Regions from separate parts of the Pan troglodytes genome. Here region 2 is linked to region 1. Evidence: chromatin contacts called from public HiChIP or PLAC-seq data. All regions are on one chromosome and are shown on one strand. Each heading gives the region's core, a stretch centred on a gene start, on an enhancer-like site or on the middle of the called end of the contact. The rest is flanking DNA. Distances are from core to core; before and after follow the strand shown.

What was found. HiChIP or PLAC-seq counts read pairs in DNA pulled down with a chosen protein or histone mark.
Region 2: a contact with region 1 is called in an H3K4me3 HiChIP or PLAC-seq map of stem cell-derived excitatory neurons, with 2.3 times the contacts expected there. The contact joins the promoter of TEX9 here to the promoter of NEDD4 in region 1. A contact is called at or near these places in 1 of 7 Hi-C or Micro-C datasets (stem cell-derived neural progenitor cells) and 1 of 1 datasets of contacts at active chromatin or transcription factors (stem cell-derived excitatory neurons).

What each region holds. Positions count from the first base shown.
Region 1 is chr16:48,011,872-48,015,562 of NHGRI_mPanTro3-v2.0_pri, reverse strand. It overlaps NEDD4 (NEDD4 E3 ubiquitin protein ligase), which reads left to right and starts at 2,024. Exons shown (of 29, transcript XM_009429174.5): 1 at 2,024-2,250. The coding sequence starts at 2,206. LOC112205594 (a long non-coding RNA gene) reads right to left here and starts at 1,882. Exons shown (of 3, transcript XR_010151702.1): 1 at 1,718-1,882.
Region 2 is chr16:48,258,798-48,262,488 of NHGRI_mPanTro3-v2.0_pri, reverse strand. It overlaps TEX9 (testis expressed 9), which reads right to left and starts at 1,773. Exons shown (of 8, transcript XM_063795045.1): 1 at 1,492-1,773. RFX7 (regulatory factor X7) reads left to right here and starts at 1,768. Exons shown (of 10, transcript XM_063794976.1): 1 at 1,768-1,838; 2 at 2,460-2,622. The coding sequence starts at 2,462.

The sequences.
Region 1 (3,691 bases), core at 775-3,274:
TCACCATCCCGATTTGAGTTTCCTTTAATTTCAGGTGCCCCTCCTAGCTGTTGACCGGGATACAATAATTACTCTAGTTCATCTTGTATTGGTAGCTGTTTAATTCTTCATGATTTCATATTCGGAAAGACAGAATAAGAAATCATGAGTCAAATCAGTGGTCTTTAGAAGTATCATCACTAATACCTATTGGGTACATCAAATGGCCAATTTGCTTTACTTTATAATCCCTTGGGGATTTACTGATTTTTTTTTTTTTAATTACCAGTTTTAGGCTGTGTATACTTCTCATATATTCATTAAATTTTAGTAGCAGTAACGGAAGCTGTTCTTACACGTTTGTAATTGTGCCCTGAAATGACACTGAATTAACTTAAATTCAAATGACTTAACTAACTTAAAATTAAACATAAAAATGTGTATCATGAGAGATGAGGGAAATATTCGCAAAATAGAAGGGCACACAATATTTTCAGATTATTTTATTCTTAACCCACAAATCCCACAGATATGTGACAACTTAAAAAACAAATTAATGCTCTCATGGCTTTTTCGATTTAGGTAAGCCAACAATTCCTGACCATTCTGTAATTTTGTAGTCATGTTTGATTAAGTGCCATCTCTTTCCCCCTAATACGGATAAAATCTGAATTGTGTATTAACAGAATTTTGATACATATTATATGAATGAAATGGATCCTACCAATCATAAAGTACGACAATTGAGGTGGAGTCTTGTTCTGTCGCCCAGGCTGGAGTGCAACGGCGCAATCTTGGCTCACTGTAACCTCCTCCTCCCAAGCTCAAGCGATTCCCTTGCCTCAGCCACCCAAGCAGCTGGGACTCCAGGCGCCCGCCACCACGCCCAGCTAATTTTTGTGTTTTTAGTAGAGACAGGGTTTTACTATGTTGGCCAGGTTGGGCTCGAACTCCTGACCTAAGGTGATTCACCGCCTTAGGTTTCCCAAAGTGCTGGGATTACAGGCGTGAGCCACCGCGCCCGGCCAAGTACGAGAAAAATCTTATGTAACAAACCAGTAATAGGGGCTATAGCCTTGTTCCCACGTAGCATCTTAAACTGTTAAAAATAAATCAGAGTTATTCTGAAATCATTGAGGAAAATAAAAATTAGATTTTGAGATTGCAGAATTGTGCAAATTTCTGCAAATGTATAAAAACAACATGATATAAATTGTGGCCTGGGTGTTCATAATTCTCCCCAGACTCTTATGGATGCCTTATTTGGTGGAGGTCTTCCTGTAATTATGGAATTGTAAAGCCCATCAGACAGGAATATTAAAAAGCATGATTATTCCATAACCTTATTCCACAGGAGGAGTTATTCTACAGGAGGTCCTAGTTCACTTTATTTTTCCCTCTTCGTCACTGCCTTCTGGTGGTGCTGCGGATCAACGCCCAGCTAAAGCAGGTTTAGAGGGTCAGCCTGGAGATTGGATTGTTACTGGTGGGATTTAAAGATGAACAGACCATAGGACAGCAAATAGCTTAGGAACTGGCACTGTTTACAAATCCTAGGGAGAGAATTTCAGATCCCGAGTCCAAGACTGCTGCGATCCCTCCAGGCCTCCCCATTTGCTGCCACGCTCAGGCTTTCCCTGGCGGTCCCCAGGTCCAGCTTCTTATTGGAATGACACCCTTAACCGACAAGAAAGCGCTATGATTTTCAGTTTGGGATTTAAGCGGCGATTAAGCTCACGGATTCCCAGGCGTCTAGTCAGAGGCCGAACTCTGGGTCGGATCTCAGCGAGACTTGTTGCTGAGGAACACTGCAGCTTGGCTTCCCGGCGCTTCCCGGCGCTCCCTGGCTCCCCGGCGGGCCCGTCAACCACCTACCTCCCGGGGAAGGGACCGAGGGCGCGCCCCGCCACGCGCGCTCCCCACGCCATGGTCCCCGCCGCGCGCGCTCCTCCCACCCGAGCCCCGCCGCGCGCCCTCCCCACTCCCCGAGCACCGCCACGCGCGCCCCCGCCCAGCCCCAGGAGCGCGCGCCGCCGGGCTTTTCCCGCCGCGCTGCCGGGTGCCGCTAGTGCCCGCTCGCCGGGGGAGGCGCTGCTGTCGCTGAGGGAGCGCCTCCTCCTCTTCCTCCAACTCTTCCCCGCCTCCTCCCGCTTCTCCTCCTCCTCCTCCACAGTTGCCTGCCCTGGGCGGGGGCGAGCGCGTCCGGTTTGCTGGAAGCGTTCGGAAATGGCAACTTGCGCGGTGGAGGTGTTCGGGCTCCTGGAGGACGAGGTGCGGGGACCGCGGGGCTGCGGGGCGGGCTTCCCTTCGGGTTATTCAGCAGCCGGACCCGGGGAGGTAGCGGCGGCGGCCACGACCGGAGGCTCTGCTGTCAGCCCCTCCTCCCTCGGCGCGAGCCCGGGGAGCGCGCGAGGCGCCGCGGGGACTGTGGGGGCGGCTCGGCGCGCTTGCGCTGGGGGCTCGCTGGAGGGAGCAAGCTTGTCGGGTCCACACCCGCCCCTTCCCGGAGCGGCCGCCGCCTTACTTGTCAGTTTCCTTCAGGAAGTGTTGAGGAGGGGGCTAGGGGGCCGGCGGGGGACCCACATCACCGCGCCAGCCCCTTCCTGCCACCCCCGCCGGGTGTGCGGAGCTCCCAGGCGTTGGGAGACGGTCGCAGCATCCCCGCTGTTGATTTGCTTGCTCTGGCGGAGGCCGGGCCGACTTAACTTTACGGACTTCGGTCTGGAGAGTTCCAAGTGAATTGTCATTCGCTGGTTTGTTTTTTTCTTTATCTGAAATCCTTTTTAATCCCCTAACTAGAGACAGGGATGGGAGAGCAGGAACATAAGTTTTCCTCCTCCTCTCTAGCAACAAGTGTCTAGTGTGAGAAGTTCATGCTTTATTTCACCGGTCGTCGTTGATGTTAAAAAGTGAAGCCAAAAAAGTATAAATACTTTATAAAGTTACCACATCTGTTCCATTTGAAAACTAGATTAAGCTCTGGGATTTGAAGAAGGCAAAGCTGTTTCTTTCCAGCTAAATAACTAATGCTGATTATGCCTATGCTTATTAAAAATATTGTACGACCATTTGGAAAGGTTGTTCCGTCGTAAATGATATGTGGCTTCTGTGTGTTCTTGGAGATTGTCTCAAAAATGCAAATGGGTGGGAGATGAAAAGGCTGCATGTAGTCTAATAGTGACTGGTTCCGAGTGAAAAAAATCAAATTTTTTGCCTTCTTGTTGGCTGACTAAGCTGCCACATGTACCTTTTATCAAGATGAGACCCAGTTAACTGAAAATCCATCAACCTAATTTATACTGCTTGCTTAAGTATTGTAATATTTAAGTTGTATAGTTCCTTCTCTTAGTACCTTGGTGTCGTCAAACATTTTACACGTCTCTTGAGAGTTCTTTGTTTATAAAGGGTGGGCAATTTGTTAATGCAGTTAAGTTATTTCAGGATATTTTGAGAATGCTTACGTGATGCGATTAGAATTTAATTTCCTAGTTATTGCTGCCAGAAGAGAAACAAAGTGATGATGGACAAATGGTGGCGGCTCATAGTCCCTCAGAAACAATAGTCAATGTGTTACAGCTAAAGATATCATTCTAGCTAATGGCACCTTTATTCTGTAGACGAGATCAGAAGATAATACAGCACTTCACCTGTGGTCGCTTTCTTATCAGTCAGATTTCCCTGCTTGCTACGTAGACTGCCCAGTGCAGTTGAC
Region 2 (3,691 bases), core at 524-3,023, 250 kb before region 1:
GCATTTACTAATTGGGTAATTTTAAGAATGTTAATTAACCTAAGCGTCCATTTCATCTGTAACAGAGGGAGACTAATAATACCTACATTATACACTCTTGGGGAGGAATAACTATGATAATGTATGGAAAGTGCTAGTCTGGCACACAAAGTGTTCAACAAACATTAGCTATTTTTATCCTTCAAAGCTTCTGTCTAGTGCACACCATGTCTATCAATTTGGTCCAGAAAAATACTGTCTTTACACACCCACATGAAGATATGTATGCAAAATGAATGTCGTAAACCACCTATAGTTTCCTAAAGTGGCTAAGCTAATAGAGACCTTAGAGTATGGAAAAGGGGGCTCATTTGTTTGATGCAACTCGTGCAATGGGTAGTTGGAGCACAGCGTAATCCAAGAGGCCCCGGGGGGGGGGGGGCTTATTTTGCACACAGGTGTTCTTCCTCCCTGCACCCCCACCCTCAACCCTCACCTCGTGCAAGCATTCAGTGTGAGTCTGGGCCTTAAGTCTGTGGGCCAGGACAGAGGGCACAGTGGACAAAAGCAAGAGGGTTTCAGGCCAAGGCAGGGAACTGAGAACTCAAAGGCCAGGCAACCCAAGCCAATCAGATTCACCATCCACTAGGAGTCTAAAAGGTGGCAGAGCCCCACAGCCCAAAGTCCACACACAGCAGGAAAGTGGCCAGAGGATCTAACAGGTAGAAACCTGATAGACACTCTATCAGAAAAGTTAAAGCTGAAGGGCTCATAACACCCACGGGCCCAAAGAAAGGTCAGTGTGAGCTGAACAGCTGTTCCATTTGGTGCCAGAGGCCTTGGCTGTTGTATTCTACATCCACGCAGCCTCCCTGATCAGCCCCACCTAGAAAAGCCAATTCTTCTGCTCTTAAAGGAGACTGACTTATTTGTGGCAAAGCTATCATTTAGGTATGAATGGGAAGGGGGGGAATGGTGCGGAGTCTGCGGGGGGAGGGCGGGTGTTCAACGGGCTCCAAAGGAAGGAGCTCGTGGCTGACGCCTGAGCCTCCATGTTGTGAGTACTACATGCGTTTCTTTCAGAGGCAGGCAGGGGCCTTGGCTGCAGGGACCCTGACAAGCCGCGACTTGAGCTATGCTTTAGAGCCTGGGTGGAATTGGGAGCGGTATAAAGGAGGGAGGGCATTCCTGGAAAGGGGGTGGGGTGGGGTGGGGAGGTGGAGGGGAACAGCATGAGCAAAGGCACGAAGGAAGAATGAATCTGCTGCGCGTTGAGGATGGCATGGAGACTTCCCTGATTGGAGCCGGGAGTTCTTGCAGGGGGATGGAGGCCGCTATGATTGGATAGTTAAAGTGGGGCCAGATTTGGAGGGCTTTGAATGCCCGACCGAGGAGCACTCAACCCAGCTCCTGACTCGCGATTTCCGTTCAAGACTTAATTACCTAAAGGGTGGTTAATTCCAACGGGTGTTCTTCTTTGGGGGCTTCTGAAAAGTCAGTTTATCGTCTTACCTGCTTCAGTTCTCTTCATTTACTCAGGGAGGAAGTAATCCTCACATGCATGTGCAGGGGAGGGGGGATAATGTTGATTTCTCTTTACTTGCTTTGAAGATGCCTCCCCCGCCCAAATCCCATTTCCACGCCAAATATTATTAAATTTGGTTTCTCCTCCTCACGCAAGTTCTCTTTCTCTCGCCAGCACCTCCCCCACGTTTTCCTGCTCTCCACCAGCCGGGCCGGACTCCTCCCGGCCCCCAGCGGCGCGCTTCCCCGGCCCGCTGGCCCGCGCCGTGCGCCCCCCTCCCGGCCCGTCGCGCCCGCGGCCCGCACACCCTGGTCCACGCCCCCCCGGCGGAGCGGTAGGTGTTGTGCGGTCTGCGCCGGGCCGCAGTGCGGCTGCGCGCACTGGGCTGCCTCCGGGGCTGGCAGGGCAGCGGCGGCCGCGGCGGCGGCGGGGCCGGGAGCGAGCGGCGGCGGCAACGTGGGGAGTGGCGTGGAGCGGTGCCTGGGGCTGCAGCAGCACGGGGACCCCGGAGTAGAAAGCCCCGGGGACAAGGAAGGAAGGCCTGGCCGCCAAATCCCTGAGCAACCGTTCTTCTTGGATTTTGGGGGGAGCCTGCCCCCCCCACTTCGTCTTCAAACGCCCCCATCTCACCCCCCCACAGCCCCGGCCGCTGACGGGAGGAGGCGGCGGCGGCAGCGGGGGGCTGAGGGGCGCCGCCATGCCTCTCCCGCGGTGAAGCACCCCGGCCGTGAGGAGCCGCTGGTCTCCCCGGTGATGTTCCCCAGGCGGCAGGCGAAAGCGACTCACTCGAGCCCTGGGGTAAAGGCCTAGCTTATCCAGCTTCCTTCCTCCTCCTCCTCCTCTTCCCCTCCCCCTCCCCCTCCTCCTCTCCCCCCTTCGTCCTCCCCTCCCGGTCTCTTCCCTCACCCTTCCCCGCGCCCCCATCTTTCCCTCCCTCCCTCCCACCCCTCTGCAGCGATGGCAGAGGAACAACAACAGCCGCCACCACAGCAGCCTGATGCCCATCAGCAGCTTCCCCCCAGCGCCCCCAACTCGGGGGTGGCCCTGCCAGCCCTTGTGCCCGGGCTGCCAGGGACAGAGGCCAGCGCGCTGCAACACAAGATCAAGAACTCCATCTGGTAAGAGGATCCTCCATCGCTCGCGTGAAAAAGCCCAGGCACATTTCTGCTGCAAAGTGGGTGGGGGGCGGCGGGCGGGGGGAGCGGAGGAGGAGGCTGATGCATTCATTGAATGTGGCTTTCCCCAGTCGGGTGCACATTTGTAGGACCTCTGGAGGTGTGCGGACTTTGCATCAATCAGCCCCTGTCTTCTTAGCTAAAAAATGCTTTTACCCCTTCCTCAATTGTGAGTGCAGATAAACAAGTTTTTTGGTTTTATTTTTTCACTCATTGTAACAGAAATATGGGTCGAAATTAAGTCATATTGCATGATGGTGGCATGAATTTGGAACTGGAGAATGTGAAATGTGTTTACTCCTTTTTGCAGCCATAGAAGGAGGAAGAAGTGTATTGTGAATTTTCACCAGATACTGTGCGTAAGAATATTAATATGCAGCACAAAACCTAATGTGTCTCTTCCTTTCAGTTGGGTTAGCTGCTATTTCTGAATGTTTTTGCCTCCCTTATCCTAATATTAAATTTCTTTTTCAGGGAGTTTATTCTTTGCATTGATTGTGAAGAAAGTGCTTTTTTAGTATAAAATATTTTAAGATGGTAGTTTACAACAAACTGGTTTTTTTTTCAATTAAAATATAGGGAATCAAATGTCTTGCCATTTGTATGTCTTTTTAAAAGAAACCATTGATGGAATATCTTTCGCTATTTTACTTTCTTGTATGAAAATTTCCAATATTTCAGCATTAAACTCCTAAAGTCTAGTGGGAATCTTTTAATAATTAAATACACTAAGTCCATCCGCTGTTAGAGCCATTGCAATATTCTTTGAACATGAACTTGCATTGTTTTGTAGGATTCTTCATTAACTGCCTTTTTTTTTTAAGTGTAGCAATATTTTTTAAATGGAAAGTAATATTTGGAATTTGGTCTAAGATTGCTTTTAATAGAAGTTTAAAAAGAGAATTTTATATGGTATTTTAAAAAGCCTTGATTTTGAAAATGGAAATGAAATCTTTGCAGGGCCATCATTGAATATGAGTACTAAAATATCAAAACTCATTTTCTCATTTTG